3 separate regions of the Rattus norvegicus genome follow, and regions 2 and 3 are each linked to region 1. A link is a contact called in public Hi-C data. All regions are on one chromosome and are shown on one strand. Each heading gives the region's core, a stretch centred on a gene start, on an enhancer-like site or on the middle of the called end of the contact. The rest is flanking DNA. Distances are from core to core; before and after follow the strand shown.

Region 1 (2,642 bases), core at 102-2,601:
TTTAAGAACTGATAACCTGACATTGAACTGTTTTAAAATACACTGTAGATATATGAATTTATAAATACTGAAATCCTACAGGGAGAAGACTAAGATGTCCATTACCTTGGCCTGGTGGAATTACAGTACCTACCGGTTTGGGCTGCTATGGTGTTTCCTATTGTTGGGTAACTGGTATTTACAAGCAGAAAGGCAGTTACAACAGTGCCCATCCAACCAAGAATCATCCACCAAGACTTTTCCTGGCCTTTCTTTCCCTTGAACCACACTCTATTTCCACACTTACGGAATTAAGATTTTCCTCTCCGATTTCCGCCTTATAAGTCAAAGAACATGAAATACAGTAGGTGCCATTTTTGCAGCCTGACTATTAATTGTTTATTCTTTGACAGTTCATATATGACTATAACATACTTTGATCACATATAGAGTCTGGCTGGAAGAATTCTCTTCATACCACCACTAAGCAGAGCACCCTATAAATGGTCACCATCACAAAAGCCCAGTAAAGAATGTACACAGACTCATTTTAATAGCCCTAGGGTTTTTCTGAGAGGATCACAAACTTCCAGCAACAAAAACTCAAGATGTATCTGTCTCACAACGTTAACAGGCAGGATTTGGGGAGAGAGAATTCTTGGACTAAGTCAAGACTGGAGAAGCAACGAAATTTCATGAGATGGTCTTGGTTACCTGGTTGATGGAGCTGTTGTTCGTTTTTATTGGTTGGGCTGTCGTTTTTCTTTTTCACTTCTGCATTTATAGAGAGTTTTAGTATTGGGCTAGTTCCCTGGAATTCTTAGTCCCAGCCAAGAGTTAAAAATAATAGTTTTCTCAAACTCTAAGACTGAATATTCTATGGCAAGCCAGGATAAGGAAAATGGGAAAAGAAATGCAAATCCTCCTGGAACTTTTGCTGCAGACTAAACTACCCCACCGCAATACATGGGTGCAAACTAAGCTGCCCCCCAAGTGCTTGGATCTTTGAGCTCAAAGGCAACAGTCACTTCAGCAAAGGGAATCGCAGCTAAAGCTGACTCACTAAGGCAGTTTCTGCTTTGAGATGTAGATTTCCCAAAACAGGCACTAAGAAATACAACTCTAAGTCCATCCCTTCAAGGCCTCCGGGACAATTAAACTCAGCCATCAACCTGGGAGTCTCCCATCTGCAGAGAAGGCAAAACCACAGAAGCCCCCAAAGTCCCCGCAGCTTCGGGTTCCCCTCCAATAGGGCGCGGAGTTGCACGTACCTGGTGCAGCTCATTGGACCGAGAGGCAGTGGCGACCGCGACAACCGCACCCAGCGCAGCTTCGCACCACGCACTTAGCGGATGCAGCGCCGCGGTCAAGCCCGCCGACTGACCGCAGGCAAGCGGGGAGGCAGCTTATCAGAGCCCGATCACGTGAGCTGGTCCCTCGGACCAATCAGAGGCCCGATTCCCCGGCCAACCGCTGCGCAGCTGGGGCACGAGCCCCTGTCCCTGGAACGTGATCACCGCGGGGCTGGATGTGACCAGAGCGTGCTGGAAGGCGGCCGCAGTGTCCGGGAGCCCTGGGCCAGCGGGACCCAGGCGTGTTCCTGGAACCTGGCGTGCAGCACGTAGCTCACGGCTCGCAGCTGGCCTTCTGCAGCTTATGCGAGCCTGGCGGGGTCTTCTATGGAAACGCGTGGGTCTGTGCAGAGTTGAATCTGAGCTCAGAAAGTTGTGGCTCCACCCCTTGTCTGTGAATTTTGAAATGCTTGTGGTGCTCCTTGCGTTGTGTATCCAAGCACCCTTGGCCCAAGCAAAAAAAAAAAAAAAAAAAAAAAAAGTTGGCTGGCTCTTCTTCCTACACAAATAAAGCCTCAGAACCACCCAAATGTTAAGAAAACACATGAGCCGGTGAAACGAAGTGGCCCAGTGTTCTCTTCCCTCTGAAGACAGAGGCAGAGAGCCAGCCTGTACAGCTTAGCAAGACTCTGCATCTAAATAAGCAAACCGACACTATGCTGATCTATTCAGCTTTCTCCTTGGAAGAGAGAACTATAGGCCAACACGAAGTTACTGTCCTTGCTCTTTGTCACCAGACACAGCAGATAGCCCAGATCCCTAGACAGAGTTCTGACTTCCCTAGGCAGAGTTCAAAGTCACAGTTCATCTCACGCTTTCTCTGAGATTTCCTTCTTTTCTTTTGGAGCTTGAAGGGACCATATCTGTTGTACCATTAAAAACTATGAAGTCCGACCGGCTGTGATGGAGCACACCCAGCATTCCGGAGGCAGAGTCTGGCAGATCTCTGTGAGTTCAAAGCCAGCCTGGTCTACAGAGTGAGTTCCAGGGATTACACTGAGAAACCCTGGGGGTGGGGGTGGAGGGGGCTATAAAATTAGTCAAACGCAAATGTCTTCTTCTTTTGCTCTGTTTTTGTTTTGAGATTTTAATATAATTACATCATTTCCCCCTTCCCTTTTCTTCCTCTAAACATTCCTATGTATGTTCCTGGTTCTCTTTCAAATTCATGGCCTCTCTTTTTTTCTAATTGTTAATATATGCGTTATGTGTACAGATTATTTTTACAAGCCCATGGCCTAGCTCTGCTCGGTTACCCAGAAGCCAATCAAAACGTGCAAAAATTTCCTCTGCCATTTAACTGTCAAACAC
Region 2 (2,642 bases), core at 88-2,587, 180 kb after region 1:
TGACTCAGATTCTTCTCACCCTGACCTGCTGCCCTATTTTGGAATCCCGACTAGCCTACCCTCCATCCCAGTTCCTAGTCTAAAATGCCCTACGCCTTCCGCCCCGGCTGCGCTGTCCTCTGCTCCGCAGCACCTGCCCCTAGTGCTCCTGCCAGCCCGCAGCCTCAGCCATTCCAGAAATTGACAAAGAAGTTGCAAAGGGAGTGCCACTTCTCAGTGCAGTAGGTCTCAGTGAGCTCGGCATTCTGGTCCAGCCCGTTGGGCTGGAGTCCGACCGCCTCAGGAGTCTCCGGAACCGGGTCTGAGCCCGCCTTCCTCCCGCCTGAGTTGGACTTCACCAGCAAGGGCTTCTTTTCGGGCTGGGAGCTCGGGGACCGCACCGACTGTCGCGGTCGAGCCCGGCTCCGCACCCTGGGCCGGGGCTCCTCGCTAGGACGTGCGGGCAGGCTGGAGTGCGCGGGCGGGTGTAGCTCAGCGCTGGCCGTCTTGTGGGCGCACAGGCGCGGCGGCAGCGGCGCGGTGTCCAGGCAGGGCCGCGGTCTCCTGCGCAGCGCGCCCAGCAGCCGTTTCCAGTAGTGCGCGCTCCGGGAGCCGGTGGCCGCGCAGCGCTCTGGATACCCGCGGTAGGTGCAGTGCAGGCTCGCCCCGCCCGGGACCTGGCAGCGCAGGGCCAGCTCTCCGCCCGTCGGCGTCCCCGGGGCGGGCACCAGGAGCTGCCAGCTGCACGCGTGCTGCTCTGGGCTCACGAAGCGACCCAAGGAGCCGTCTCTGGGGCCGGAGGCCCGGGCCACTTCCCTGCCAGCCGCCCCCTTGTCCCTCCCGGCGGCCGAGAGGAAGCAGCCTCCCAGCAGCAGTAGCAGCGACAGCGGCGAGAGCGACGCCCGCGGCCTGGGAGGACTCACGCCCGCGTTGGCCATGCCACTCCTCTGGGATTCCTGGAGCCTCAGCGCAGGTAGCACGCGGTGAGGAGCATCCTCGGATCTGCGAATGAAGGCTCCAGATGAATCCCGCTCAGCCCTCTCCCTGGACACAGGAACCTGCCAACTCCCCTGACCCGATTTTCCCCGAAGCAAGTGTTCTGCTAGCAGCGAAGAGCCCCTCTAAAGAGCTGCCTTTCCTAAGGGAACAACTTAATGTTTAAGGAATCGGTTTAAAACTTTCACTAAGATAGAAAAATGAAGCTTAATGATCGCCCTCCCAACCCTACCACCAAACTGTCTACAAAATCATTTCAGGTTAATCGGATACCTGTGCTTTTCGCTTACCGAATTCCAGAAGAGGTGGAGATAGAGCGAATGACTGCATAAGGGATTAGTCTGCTTTATACGGCTGTCTGTGAATTAACCTGTTATCAATGGGACAGAAGGGGCCTCCCCCTTCATGCCCCTCCCAGACTTCTCTCACACTAGGTTTCACCCGCTGCTAACACACACAGAAGATACAACGGCGAGCAGACTCACTCCGCCGCAGATATATAATAGAAACAGCCATGTAACATGAAATATAAAATGCTGAATTTGCTTCCACCGCTGAAAATAAGGCAAATGTTAACACAACTTTCTTTCCTTTTGAAACTTGTACATATTTATCTGGTCTATATAGTTAAAAAAAAAGATAAAATGAAACAATATTCAGAACCAGATGCTATTCGCAGTTTTCTTTTTTCTTTTTGCATCGCACGTTATTTCTTGTATGTGTGTACCCCAGGGATCCAACTCGTTTGTAGGGCCCAGTGGGGTGGCAATCACCTTTGCCTATGGAGTCGTCTCAAAAGTCCCACTATTTTCAGTCTATTTTTCTTATCACTCAGTTCTGTATTTTCATCAGTACACCTAAGCGGGGGCATTCTGGTTTTTTAACTATTTGGGATATGGTAAATTAGTTCTAAATATCTTTCAAAACTCAAAGGTCCTAAAAGAACTAATTGCTTTGTGGTTGGAAAGTAATACAAATCCAAGTGGCATAATTAAGCACTAACCCGTTCTTCGCCTGCCTCTTCAGGAGAGGGGTAGACTTTGGGTCGAGTTAGTTTTGCTGTGTGTTTATTTTTCTTTGCAAGTTTTTTATAATAACATTTATAAAATTAAAAAAGAATTTTGTTTACTCTTATTGTTGTGTGTGTGTGCTTGAATGCTACAGCGCATTTGAGGAAGCCAAAAGACAAGTTTCAGGAATCTGCTATCTCCTCCCACCTTGTTGGTCTCAAGAATTGAAGGATTCAACTCAGATGACCAGGCTGAGCAGCAAGTCTCTTTAATTTGCTGGGCCATAAGACGCCCTTTTTTTTAAAACAGGGTCTCTCCTGCCTTGAGTTCATTGTGGATCTGACTGTGACCTTGACCTTGTATTTTAAGCAAAGTTACTTTTAAACTTTGAGATTTTTATATTCATCTCACCTTTAGCTCCATAGTATATGTGGTCTTTTTTTTTTTTTTTTTTACTTTAAGAGTTTATTGCCAAGAGGCTGGGGAGACCCATGTGAGGGTAGGAAAAGAGGAATGGCATCACAAAGTTGTCCTGTGATCTCCATTCAGGCGCATACAAGTAATACACACAGTAATAATAAAAAGTTATTTTGATAAAGCTCTTATTTCTCCAGGGAATGGGGATGTTTCTCACTGGTAGAGGACTTGCTTAGTGTG
Region 3 (2,642 bases), core at 90-2,589, 130 kb before region 1:
CAGTGCAGTGTGACTTTCCTACAGATGGTGATTGTAGGATGGAGCTATAGATATAGATACAGATTTATATATATAAATATAAAGTCATAGTAATCGGGATAAAAATCACCTCTACCCTGCCAGATCTAAGGCTCTGGTCCCTGTACTTTTAATGAAATTAAAATGCATTATGTAAAGTAAAATTATTCTAGCCCATGACATTACTTATCTCTTCAAACAATTTAATAAATTAAGAGTAATTTTTCATGAAACTTGATAAAAAATGAAATATTGAGCCAGTTCTTCTTTTCAGTTTTGTTCATAGATAACTAAAATAAGAAAATACTTCTCCCAGCGCTCTCAGGCTTTTCTTGGGAGAAGAGGACACGATAACGAAATGTATAAACCCTTAATGCATATGAGCTGTGTGTCTAAGGTTTGAGCACTGCATCCTGGAATAGCACATTTTAAATATATATGTGATTTGAAAGGGAGACGCACTGCAGACCCATAGGTGATGTGGCAGGAAGACAGGAATTACTGGAAGTCACAGTAGAACTGTAACACCTGTTTGCTTAATAGTGGATCAGAGAGTTAGATTTCTGTGGTATGAACTGGACAGTTCCCTCCGGCATGGACTTCAGGTTTTCCAAGCTATGGATGGTAGAAATCTTTAGCAAGTATCATGAGTCTTAGAAAGCACATCTCAAATATTTGTTTTAAAATATGAGTTCACTTTTTATTCTCACAGGTAAGGGACCCACAGTCGTCCCCTTACAGTTTGAAGTAATGCTAGTTGATTGTAAAAGATAGATCACAGATTTGTTTTTACAGGAGTTGGCCCATGGATTAAAGGAACTCTTATCATATGAAGGCAATGTTGAAGAAGATTTCTATTCAACATTCCAGGTACTGATGAAAGCATAGCACTGTGTATGACCTGTAATCTTAAATATGAAAATGTCATTGTTCCTAAGCACTTGTTGTTAGATGAACAAGAATAATCAACATGTAAATTCTTAAGAGAAGGATCTTTAGTCTGAGTGTAGCAGTGTATCAGAGGTCTAGGCACTCAGGAGTCTCAGACACAAGAATTGTGATTTTTGAGCCTTATAGCAACACTTTTCTCACTTAACTAATTTTAAAAGTATCAAATGTAATAGAGACAGTACTGCAGACACATGCAGATAAGCAGGCGAAAATGAATTCATCAAGGGCATGGTACGCCCCGAAGACAGCTGCATATTCCCGTGACTGGTTGGCTTTACTCCAAAGCTAGCTGGCCTCTTACACTGCCCCAACACAGGAGGTTTAGGAGCAGGTAATGAGTCAAACAGAAAACCACTCATTTCCACTCTGCTCACTTGCCATACAGGTTCTGTGAGCTTTGTTAAAACATTAACTGTATTTAACAGGAAGGGTTGGAAACCTGCTTTTTTACCTCAGAATGACACCCCTTAATATAAATATCACTAGAAAGTTGAGGCTTGTGGCAGTTGTGTGTTAATGTAGAGGCAGAACTGTTCTACGGATCTACCCACCCGAAGCCTCTGTATGTCAACAGTCCAATTAACATGTGGTATCGCCCACCAGGTTTTTCAAGAAGAATTTGGAGTAATTAAATCCTATAACTTAAAGCCAGGGGGTGATAAGATTCCAGTTACCAATCAGAATAGAAGAGGTAAGTTAGATACCATTTTAAATCGCAGTGAGTTATACCTTTTTATTCCTATGACTGTGTAACAGATGTGAAATTGCTTTCCAGAATATGTACAGCTTTATACTGACTTCCTTTTGAACAAATCTATCTATAAGCAATTTGCTGCATTTTACTGTGGATTTCATAGCGTGTGTGCTTCAAATGCCCTAATGGTGAGTTTAAATTTTTAAGCTTTTGATTATGTTTTGTAATGGTACAGCAGATAATTCCTAAGTATCATAATAGATAAGCTTTTAAAATTAGGAAATGAAGAGGTTGCAAGGACATTGGGCGGATATGAGAGGATTAGGAGATGGGTGGGACTGGGGAGCATGATGTGAACCTCACAAAGAATCAAAACGTTTCTAAAATTAGAAATAACAGTAGTGTTCCTCTTTCACCTTTCTCCTTTAGAGAAAGAAAAATGTGACTTCAGCTCTTTCTCTTTTCTACTATGCCTTAGATCAGGGCTTTAAAAGCTGTATGAAGATGTTGAGACTTAGGAGTAAACATAGCAGAAGAGTTAATGCCTGGCTCCCGGGTGGGGGATGTGCGAGTGTGCTGTGTGATTGCCCTGCCTACCCTAGGGTCTCAGCAACTCCTCCACAGCTTCTGGTGGGCTTTTATGGTGCTTTGACTTGTCTTGACCATGTAACTTGGAGTTAGAATACCATTTTGTAAATACTACATGATTCTCTCACCTTAAATAACCAGGCACATGCCATGCTGCCTGTCATATGTCCCTTCTGTTTTATCATGAGAGTCTGGAGTAGCCTTTCATTTATGTTGTTTTTAAAGAAGAAAGAAATGGATTATCAAAATGCTAATGGTGGCAGGAACAAGAGGCTTTCTTTCTGGCTTGTTACAGAGCAATGGTTCTCAACCTGTGGGTCATGACCCCTGTGGGGTCGATAACAGCTCTTTCAGAGGGGTCACATAGCAGGTATCTTGTATATTGGATTGA

The links. A called contact is a pair of places that touch in the nucleus more often than the background predicts.
Region 2: a contact with region 1 is called in a Hi-C map of liver, with 2.4 times the contacts expected there. The contact joins the promoter of Fgfbp3 here to the promoter of Ppp1r3c in region 1. A contact is called at or near these places in 2 of 12 Hi-C or Micro-C datasets (frontal cortex and liver).
Region 3: a Hi-C map of kidney shows a contact between it and region 1, with 4 times the contacts expected there. The contact joins the enhancer-like site here to the promoter of Ppp1r3c in region 1. A contact is called at or near these places in 8 of 12 Hi-C or Micro-C datasets (the A7r5 cell line, the Rat2 cell line, Schwann cells and 5 more) and 1 of 1 datasets of contacts at active chromatin or transcription factors (oligodendrocytes).

The regions. Positions count from the first base shown.
Region 1 is chr1:243,877,176-243,879,817 of GRCr8, forward strand. It overlaps Ppp1r3c (protein phosphatase 1, regulatory subunit 3C), which reads right to left and starts at 1,352. Exons shown (of 2, transcript NM_001012072.1): 1 at 1,251-1,352. The coding sequence starts at 1,264.
Region 2 is chr1:244,057,237-244,059,878 of GRCr8, forward strand. Fgfbp3 (fibroblast growth factor binding protein 3) reads right to left here and starts at 1,338. Exons shown (of 2, transcript NM_001109165.1): 1 at 1,266-1,338; 2 at 1-981. The coding sequence starts at 917. The coding sequence ends at 165.
Region 3 is chr1:243,745,547-243,748,188 of GRCr8, forward strand. Hectd2 (HECT domain E3 ubiquitin protein ligase 2) reads left to right here. Exons shown (of 21, transcript NM_001107608.3): 16 at 814-888; 17 at 1,573-1,660; 18 at 1,745-1,851. Among named protein-coding and RNA genes, the nearest start is that of Hectd2, 59 kb to the left of the region's middle. Within about 2 kb of position 1,340, at least 4 of the 93 cell types and tissues checked have an H3K27ac peak or open chromatin away from gene starts, as enhancers often do. A contact at or near this core is called in kidney, where this site is marked.